3 separate regions of the Mus musculus genome follow, and regions 1 and 2 are each linked to region 3. A link is a contact called in public HiChIP or PLAC-seq and Micro-C data. All regions are on one chromosome and are shown on one strand. The core of a region is the stretch at or near the end of the contact, and the rest is flanking DNA. Distances in the headings are between cores, read along the strand shown. Region 1 holds the start of Myadm (myeloid-associated differentiation marker). Region 2 has its middle 18 kb from the start of Nlrp12. Region 3 has its middle 3.6 kb from the start of Gm35037.

Region 1 (3,010 bases), core at 254-2,753, 160 kb before region 3:
GAAGCAAGCGTCCAGGTCCCCTCTCCAGCTCCTCCCTCCTCTGTAGGACACGAAGCTGGCTGTAGTGAGCTCTTGGACCCCTTCGAACCCCCACCTCCCACCCCCTTCGCGAAGCTCCTAGCTTCCTCTCTAGGGCTAGGACTATAAACCTCTCCAGTCTTCCTGGAAGGTAACCAGAAGCAGCCGCCGGGAAGAGACAAGCAGCCGCAGCCGCCACTAGGCCCCGCCCAGCAGCAGCAGAGCAAGGCCGCGCCCGGGACCGCTGCAGAGCGGGGTGAGTGAGTGCAGCCAGGAGGGAGGGAACCAGGTGTCCTGGGTCTCCGCCCTGCCCAGGGGGCCAGCATTGGGACCTTTAGGAGAGACCTAAAGGTCCCTCCAGCATCGCGACCTTCAGCTTCTTTTCCCATCTGGCTCAGTCGAGTTCTTTCAGGCCCTTAAATCCGACTTTTTTTTTTTTTTTTTTTCCCAATCCTGCATCTCTTTCCTGCTTTTGCCCCTCTCCTCCCGGTACTATAGGGCCCGAGGAATCCTTCCCATATGATAGAACCTAGAATCCAGAGCTCCGGGCCCTAGCCCTGTCCTCATAAAGATTCTGAGTCTCTCCCTTTGTCCTGAAGGCAGGAATTCAGGCCAAAAATAGCGTGCCCTTCTAGACTCAGGCAACCAACCAACCAACCACATATGTTTTGAAAACTGAACGCTCAGAAATCTGGTACCCTCCCTCCAAATTTCCAGGAATTTAGCTACTATCCATCATCCTTTCGCGTCTCCTGGCTGTGATCTTCTGAGACTTGGCCCAAGGGTCCTCAGGCCATGATTACAGTGTAATTGGAGATATGGCCCACTCTCTATGCAGACCCCTAAACGAAGGAATCTAGTCTTTGTTTTTTGGGGGTGGGCCCTCACTAGTCAAGGTAGCTTAAGCTCAAGGCCTGGCACCCTAAATTCTGCTTCAGGTAGACAAGACTCCGTTAAACAGAGGTCTAGCTGACCCTCAAACTGCTGGGACCTGGATGTGTAAGATTTCCTTTTTCTGGGTATCGTGGGGGAACTGATAGACAGAGGCGTGGGGCGGAGAGCGGGAGAACTGAATGAGAGGTGAGACTAGGCGTGGGGACCCGGCTTAGTGGGGGGGGGGCGACGACTCTATCTGAAACAAATCATAAACAAGTACGTTTCTATGGCAACAGCATTCTCCGGTCTACCCTGAAGATTTCTTTCTAGAGCTATGACAGGGAGGATAGCCCCCAGGAGACCCCACCCCTCCAGCTGCTGTGTCTTCCTGTTTTGTCTCCACGGCTACGGTGACCTCAGCTCTGCACCCCCTCACTGGTAGGGCGGGAGATCCAGGACGCTAGCCTTCTGGGGGCGTGGTGTGGCATTAGCCCCGCCTTCGGGGCCTACCAGGGATAGCCTGAATGAAGGGAAAGTCCCTTTTCACCGCCCTAGCCAGGCCCAAACCCCGCCCACAACCCCTCCCTCGCGCGCTCCTCAGCTGGCCAACTCCACCCAGTCCTAAGACCCTTTTGGTCTGCAGCTGTCGTCCTTGTTTGTGCTACAGTCGCCACTGCCTGGAGAGGTAAAGCTGCAGGGACCCCCAAAGGGAAGGAGTTGTGGTCCAGGATCCTTGGTTCTAGAAAGAGGAGTGGGCACGGATTCAGGTGTCTGGATCCCTAGAAACACTGCAGTTGGACCAGGACTCAAGCTCTGGATGAAAGGCTGAACATCTGAGCTCATACAGGTCATACATGGGAAAGAAGAGGGACTGGGGAGTGGGCACGTGGGTATGAGGAAGGACGGTGGTACTTGGACCCTTGAGGCTGAGAGCGGTAGGATGGGATCTAGACTCCTAGGTCTGACCAAAAAGGTTTGGGATCTGTATTTAAGATGGGTCTCAGGGAGGAGGGCAGGATTCAGACCTTAATCTGGAGGAAGTTGGGGGTCTGAATTTGTTCTGAGGGAGAAGGTACTGGAGTTTGAATTGGGACGGAAGAAGGGAGGGGCTGGGATCTCGACTCTTGGTTTGAAGACTCGGAAAGATTGAGTATAGATCCCTGAATCCGAGAAGATGGAACTCCTGGATGCTTATACCTGGTGCTTATACCTGGAGGGACTCAGGAGGGGAAAGTCCTTGTTCTGACCCTCCCAGAGGCCTGCACCCGCACTAGAGTATGGGGGGGGGGCTGGGGGGAGGGAGGTAGGAATCTTTGAAGGCTTACGGCTGAGCCCACCACTGGTGTGAGGCGTGGCCTGGAGTCTGTTCAGGGCTGTGCCCAGCATGTGCCCTGTCTGTGGAGTGATGGATGACCTCAGGAGTGTGGCATTGGGGATGGTAGCAGGGGTGCTGGGTGTGGCCCTGAGAGTGGAACTAGACCTAGGAGGAAACTCTAGGGGCGTTTCCTCACCCTGCTTATGTCTTTAGCTGAGCATTCCTGAGCAATGACTTCAAACGATGCTGGAGGCCTCTATCACTAGTTCCGTTACCTCTCCTAAGGTCTTCCTTTCTTTCTATTCCTCCTTTCCTAACTTTTCTCCCTGACAGAAGGATTTATGCTGGACACTAACCCGCCATTTTTGTTTTTGTTTAAAAAATTTTAAAGACAGGCTTTATGTATATAGCCTTTGTAGTCCTGGAACTCGCTATGTAGACCTGGCTGGCCCTGAACTTGTAGAGATCCGTCTGCCTCTTCCTCCTAAATGCTGAGATTACAGGCGATCTGTTGCCCACTTATTATAGTGCGGGGTGCCTGGCTTCCCAAAAAAACCAATCCTGGTGGGAGCTGGGGGTTTCTGCCTTTCTGTCTCAACTCCCAAGTGCCCTGGAGGCTTCTAGTTCCCAGGGAGAATTGCAACTCCTGCATGAGTTCTTGCCTGGAGCCAAGGAAGAGCTGTGTCCTGGAGCTCCATCAGATTGAAGGAGTTTTAAGGAGTCTCATTCCCTTAGCCCCAGTCCCACCCATTAGGGGTTGAACCTAGTACCTCACACATGCTAGTCAAATACTCTACTTAA
Region 2 (2,846 bases), core at 176-2,675, 180 kb before region 3:
GAGACCTAGTTCTTTGCAGAGGTTTTCCTTATATATGGACTGAGTCAATATAGTTTGAAATTGACCAGGTAATAGAATTTTTGTTTCATTTTCTACAACTGCCATGGTGAGTATAAGTTTCAATGGTAAAATATATATTTGCTACGTGCATAAGCCACTTTTGTGTCATTTACTTCCCTGTAGCCAGTACATGGATGAAGAGCCATGATGCCAGCCAGGGTTGGCTACACACACCCGCAGTCTCAGAACGGGGATGGTTTCCTGTTTCTCTGCAGCCCACTCCTACATAGCAAATGGATTGACTGGAGATCACAAAACTGGAGAGAGCTGGGTGCGGTGATGCACACCTGTAGTCACTTTCAATGCATAAGAGATTGAGGCAGCCACACCATGAGTCTGAGGCTTTGCCTGAGCTACACATTAAGACTCTGCTCTGAGAGTTTAAAAATATATATTACCTGGAATTTCTCAGTCCCCTTTGTAAAGAAGGGGCAGATTTTCCACATAAGCATATGATAGGAAATGGGCTACAGTGAGAAGGTTATGAATCAAACCAGCCCAAGTGACAGAAATGAGGAGTCTTAAGAATGGAATAGAAACACACACTCATACACACACACACACACACACACACACACACACACACACGTCAGACCCCTGTAAGGTTCAACCCCTTTGGTGGTCCAAAGGACTCTTTCACAGGGGTCCCATAGCAGAGATATCTTGCATATCAGGTATTTATGTTACGATCCATAGCAGTAGCAAAATTAAAGTTATGAAGTAGCAATGAAAATAAATTTATGGTTGGGGGTCTCCACAACATGAGGAGCTGTATTAAAGGGTCTCAGCATTGAGAAGGTTGAGACAAGAGCAGGGAGGGAGGGTCCACAGAGATAGACATGGGGACAAGAGGCAACTAGGGGAAAACACACAGCAAGGAGTGGTCAGAGAGCCAGTAGCAAAGGGAAGACACAGACTGGAGGAAGACAGAAGACAAGAAAAATAAAGAACAGCGGCTGGAGAAGGGAAGGGATCAAAAGCCCACAGGAAGGCAAAGAGAGAGACAAAGAAAGCCTTTCAGGTCTTTGGGAGACACTGAGCTAGCCTGGGCTCCTGAGACACAGTTATTACAGGAACCAGTATAAACTTGCCCTCAGCTTCCCCAAAGCCTCAGGCCTTAGGGACCCAGAGAACATCTAAATTTGTTTCACTCTTTTCCCGTGAATAACAAAAGTTTGAGTGATTAACTTGACTTCTTTCAGATGTTGCCCATGGGGACTTTTATTTGTTTGTTTGTTTGTTTGTTTGTTTATAGTATATCTTCTGTTGGGTGCTAGAAAGTTGGCTCATTGGTTAAGCCAGTGGTCCGTCCCTCCTCCCTGTGGTCTGAGGAATGTAATTAGCCCCTCCCTTCCGGAGCGAGGGGTGCCTATTATCTTATGACATTTCTCTTCCAGAAGGGGAGGGGTCCTGTGGAATTTTCTAAAGTTCCTGAACTGACCTCTGCAATTTGACCACCCACTACTTCTTCAATAACCCTATTCTAGCCTCATTAAAAAGTCTATGGTAGCCCATAAAAAGTCTATGGTGGCACATGCTCTCCCAACACTCAGGAGGCAGAGGCAGGTGGATTTCTGAGTTTGAGGCCAGCCTGGTCTATAAAGTGAGTTCCAGGACAGCCAGGGTATACAGAGAAACCCTGTCTCGAAAAACAAAAAACAAAACAAAACAAAAAAAGTTTATGGTGAGTCCTGCACAAGGCTCTCCTCCTCTACATCTTTAGTTATTTTCTTCTGCTCTGTGGCCCCCAGCTTTCTAGAAATGGGTTGAATAGAGACCACAAAGCAGGAGAGGGCTGGCACCATGGTGCAAGCCTTTAATCTACGCTCACGGGCAATTGAGGCAGGATTATTATGAGTTGGAGGCTAGCCTGCGCTACACAGTGAGACTCCCCTCCGAAGTAACGATTTTTTCCTGGAATTTATTAGTCCCCTTTATCATGAAGTGTCAAAGTTCTCTTTCTGGAGGTTTTCTACAGAGGCACGTGACAGGAAATGGGCCCAAGGGAGAGTCTCCAAAGGGAAACAGGCGCAGACACCCAAAGACAGTCAGACTCTGTAAAGTAAGACCGGGGCAGGACTAGAGATGGTGAAGAGAGGCAGCTGGGGAGAAACAAGTGGTCAGAGGGCTAGAGGGAGGGAAAGATACAGATCTGAGATAGAATGTAACAAAAATAAAAAACAGAGACAGAGAGGAGATTGGAAGGGATCGGAAAGGCAACAGGCAAACAGAAAGAAAGAAAGAAAGAAAGAAAGAAAGAAAGAAAGAAAGAAAGAAAGAAAGAAAGAAAGAAAGAAAGAAAGAAAGAAAGAAGGAAGGAAGGGAAAGCAAGCCTTTGAGGCCCTTGAGAGATCACACCCCAGTGTGAAAGGAGGGACTTTTTTTTTCTCTGTTCCCTAATTCCTCTTTGTCCCTGGGGACAAAGAACAGTTGTAAAACCCGCAGTCATCCCTAAGGGACTGACTAACTCAACCTCCTTCAAGCGTTTCTCTGTGGGAACTTGTTTGGATTTTTGTGTTTTGGAGAGAGTTGAGGGTTTTGTTTTGTTTTCTCCAACTGTTTGGTTTCTCCAAGAACTGTGTAACCGCTGGTTCCATTCAGAAGAGAGACAGAGCAAGAGTGAGTGAGGTCAGGAAGCAATGAAGGTGGAACCAGAGGTCAGAGAACAGATATATGTGATAAAGATCAGCTTTGCACAAGGCTGGACGAGGATGAGGGATCAAGAGTCAAGAGGAAAGAGTGTGAAGGATAAATGCACTGTTGATCAGGTAAAGTGCTAGAAGGAG
Region 3 (3,193 bases), core at 548-3,047:
GAATCCCGATGTCGATTAATTTGGGTCTTCACTCAGTCTTTGAACTGCTGAGTCATGTGGTAGGTCTATTTTGGGTTAGAATTTGAAGTATGAACTTCCACTGACTCAGTCAGTGACTCACACTGAGGAAAGCCCAGTGGGGAGTAGCTTTTAAGAGCCTGACATTGGCTACCATGGAGAGCAATGCATTGTATTCTTGAAAATTGAGAAGAGTAGATTTGAAGTGTGCTCCTCACAAGAAAATGACGACTAGGTGAGGTTTTTCATGCTCATCAGCTTGATTTAGTCATTCCTAAAATGTCAAGTATTTCAAAATGTCACTCTATGCACCACACAGTTTTTATTTGTCAATTAAAAATCAGCTGACTAAAGTTGGGTTTGGAGTGTGCACCTGTAATCCCATCACTGGGGAGCAGAGGAAAGAGGATTGCATGGGGCCAGCCTGGTCTACATAGTGAGTTCTGGGCCAGAGCTACATAGCCCACTGTCTCAAAATAGATAGATTGATAGATGGGAATAGATAGATAATAGAATGATAGATGATAGAGATATGATAGAAGATAGATGATAAATATAGGACAGGTACAGATGGATAGGAATAGGGATAGATTAGATAGAAAAATAGATGATAGATATATAGATAAATGGTAGATATATATAGATGATAGATGATTGATATAGATGATAGAAAGATAGATGGATAGATTAGATAAATAGATAATAGATAGATGGATAGAAAGATGAATAGATTAGATAGATAGAAGATAGATAAATAGATGATAGATGGATAATAGTTGTTAGATGATAGATGATAGCTAGATAGATGATAGACAGATGATAGATAGATGGATGGATGACAGTTAAATAATCATTTCTATATTGTATATATCTATAATCACAGCCCTTGGAAGGTAGAGGTAGAAGACCTGAACTTCAAGGTTGGGCAAGCAAGGTGGCTCAGCCAGTTAGCTCTCCATGACCCACATGGCAGGAGAAAACCAACCCCTGCAAGTTATCCTCTGACTTCCACACGTGTACACGGTAGATGCCTTCAGCCCCCATTAAATAAAATTTAATAAAAATTCAAAATAAAAGAAGTTCAAGGTCTTGGCTACATGATTAGTTCAAGGCTAGCCTGGGCTACAAAAAAATTCTGCCAAAGAAAGAAAGGAAAAGGAAAGGAAGAAATAAGAAAAGAAAGATGAATATTGCAAAATCAGTAATGCTTTAAAAAAATCAATTTAATATTGTTGTCCCAAAACAAAGACAGGATGGTAGCAGGTGCCTTTGCCAGCTGAGCCACCTTGCCGGCCTGATCTTGACTTCCTGAGCCTTCTGCCTCTACCTCCCATGTGCAGGAATTACAGGTATACATTATTACACACAATTTTTAATTTAAAATTTGTTAACTTTTTTTTTTAACCACAATGAGTTTGGGGTCTCCCTTTGTAGCTACACCTCATTTCCCAAAAGATAAGACAAGACTATCTTGTCTTATCACAGAACACAAGAGTGGCGCGGAGCAAGAACCTCACAATATCCCTTTCCAGTGAGGCTAAAGGACTCCATGTTTCCTGATCTTTCTTGGCTTGGGGACAAGGCTTGGCGGGAAGGAGTGCCGGGGGTGGGGGTGGGGGGAGAGAATGAATTGGTGTGGAGAGATGCAAAGCCGAGCTGCATTTCCCAAGGAAAGATTATGTGTTTTTAATACTATCTTTAAGGCCCCTTGTAGCTAGGTTGTCTGAAAAGACAACTACTGACTCTGGGACCCCTCTTTTGCTGGAAACGATCGTTGGCGCCACCTAGTGGCAGGATAGGCGGCGACCCAGACATTCAGCAGGCGCTCCGGAGTGGAATAATGGCTATCACCACTTCCAGCCCTTCTAATTGAGCCTGCTGTTTCTTTTTGATGCAGAGTCTTTCTTCTGGTTATTTATGGACATATGCACAATCACCTCTCCCCAACAACTATCCTGTATATCAATACAGATTCCATGAGTCAGCGATTTGGACAGACGTCACGGTGGATGGCATCTGTTTCAAAGTGTTCAGAGCCTCAGAAGCTGGAGTTATTTATCGGAGAATCATCTGGCCTTCACTCATTGGTGCTGGGCTGGGCTGGGCTGATTCCCAGGCTGAGCACACTCGTGCTAAACAGGTACTCTACCACATTGGCCTACATTACTAGTCTTAACACACACACACACACACACACACACACACACAGAATAACACTTGCTGTTCTTACAAAGGACCCAGGTACAGTTTCCAGCACACACATGACAGTTCATAACCACCTGTTACTCCAGTTCCAAGGGAACTGACATCTGCTTTTGGCTTCTGCGAGTACCACACTCACTGTTGCACTTACATGCACTCAGACTACATGCTCTCCATAAAATAAAAATAAACGTCCTCTTAAAAACTGTATTTTAATGCCAGGCAGTCGTGACACACAGCTTTGATCCCAGCACTTCGGAGGCAGAGGCAAGCAGATCGTTGTGAGTTCAAAGCCACCCTGGTCTAAAAAGCTAGTTTCAGCACAGCCAAGGCTACAAGAAGAAACCCTGTCTGGAGAGAGAGGGGGTGGGTATAAGAAACTGGGCTCACCCTAGCCTGTTCTAACACAGCCCTCCCTCTTCTCTCTGTCTGTGTGTGTGATAGTGGAATATATATACACATATATATTCCACTAAGTTTGAGGGATACCCCACCCCCGCACAGTGGGGTTCTATTTCTGACCTCAGGGCAGGCATAAACCACACCCAAACCCCTGTTTTCAGAGAGGTTCTTTATTAAGCAGGGAAGAAAAGCTAAAGGGGCTGCTTCCTGACTCAGAAAAACAGCACCAAATGACCTTGCAGGTGTGTGTGTGTGAGTGTGTGTGAGTGTGTGTGTGTGAGTGTGTGTGCTGTGTGTGTGTGTTAGTGTGTGTGAGTGAGTGTGTGTGTGTGTGATGTGTGTGTGTGAGAGTGTGTGTGTGTGAGTGTGTGTGTGTGTGTGTGTGTGTGTGTGTGTGTGTGCTGTGTTGCAACAGGCTAGGTTGAGGTGGTGTATTTTGACCAAAGGGGGCTTGTGATTGCTTGGACTTCAATACTTTGATAGCTAGACCTTGGTAGTCAGCCTCAGGAGGAGGAAGTAGCCAAAAAAGGGAATAGACTTTTGGGGGCTAGCTTTAAGAATACCATCCAAT

What was found. Hi-C and Micro-C count contacts between places; a contact is called where the count stands out from the background. HiChIP or PLAC-seq counts read pairs in DNA pulled down with a chosen protein or histone mark.
Region 1: a contact with region 3 is called in an H3K4me3 HiChIP or PLAC-seq map of bone marrow-derived macrophages, with 4 times the contacts expected there. The contact joins the promoter of Myadm here to the enhancer-like site in region 3. A contact is called at or near these places in 12 of 39 promoter capture datasets (the C10 cell line, cranial neural crest, embryonic stem cells and 7 more), 9 of 484 Hi-C or Micro-C datasets (the Ba/F3 cell line, the HL-1 cell line, bone marrow-derived macrophages and 6 more), 18 of 115 datasets of contacts at active chromatin or transcription factors (the 230-238 cell line, bone marrow-derived dendritic cells, bone marrow-derived macrophages and 10 more) and 3 of 9 other capture datasets (adipose tissue, liver and pancreatic islet).
Region 2: a contact with region 3 is called in a Micro-C map of embryonic stem cells, with 2.8 times the contacts expected there. The contact joins two enhancer-like sites. A contact is called at or near these places in 1 of 15 datasets of contacts at CTCF or cohesin (CD8 T cells), 2 of 484 Hi-C or Micro-C datasets (Th1 cells and embryonic stem cells), 3 of 115 datasets of contacts at active chromatin or transcription factors (bone marrow-derived macrophages and embryonic stem cells) and 1 of 9 other capture datasets (embryonic stem cells).

Annotation. Positions count from the first base shown.
Region 1 is chr7:3,289,052-3,292,061 of GRCm38.p6, forward strand. Myadm (myeloid-associated differentiation marker) reads left to right here and starts at 1,504. Exons shown (of 3, transcript NM_016969.2): 1 at 1,504-1,579.
Region 2 is chr7:3,266,021-3,268,866 of GRCm38.p6, forward strand. No RefSeq gene overlaps it. Among named protein-coding and RNA genes, the nearest start is that of Nlrp12, 18 kb to the left of the region's middle. Within about 2 kb of position 1,426, at least 24 of the 459 cell types and tissues checked have an H3K27ac peak or open chromatin away from gene starts, as enhancers often do. A contact at or near this core is called in embryonic stem cells, where this site is marked.
Region 3 is chr7:3,447,139-3,450,331 of GRCm38.p6, forward strand. No RefSeq gene overlaps it. Among named protein-coding and RNA genes, the nearest start is that of Gm35037, 3.6 kb to the right of the region's middle. Within about 2 kb of position 1,798, at least 42 of the 459 cell types and tissues checked have an H3K27ac peak or open chromatin away from gene starts, as enhancers often do. A contact at or near this core is called in the HL-1 cell line, bone marrow-derived macrophages, embryonic stem cells and 4 more, where this site is marked.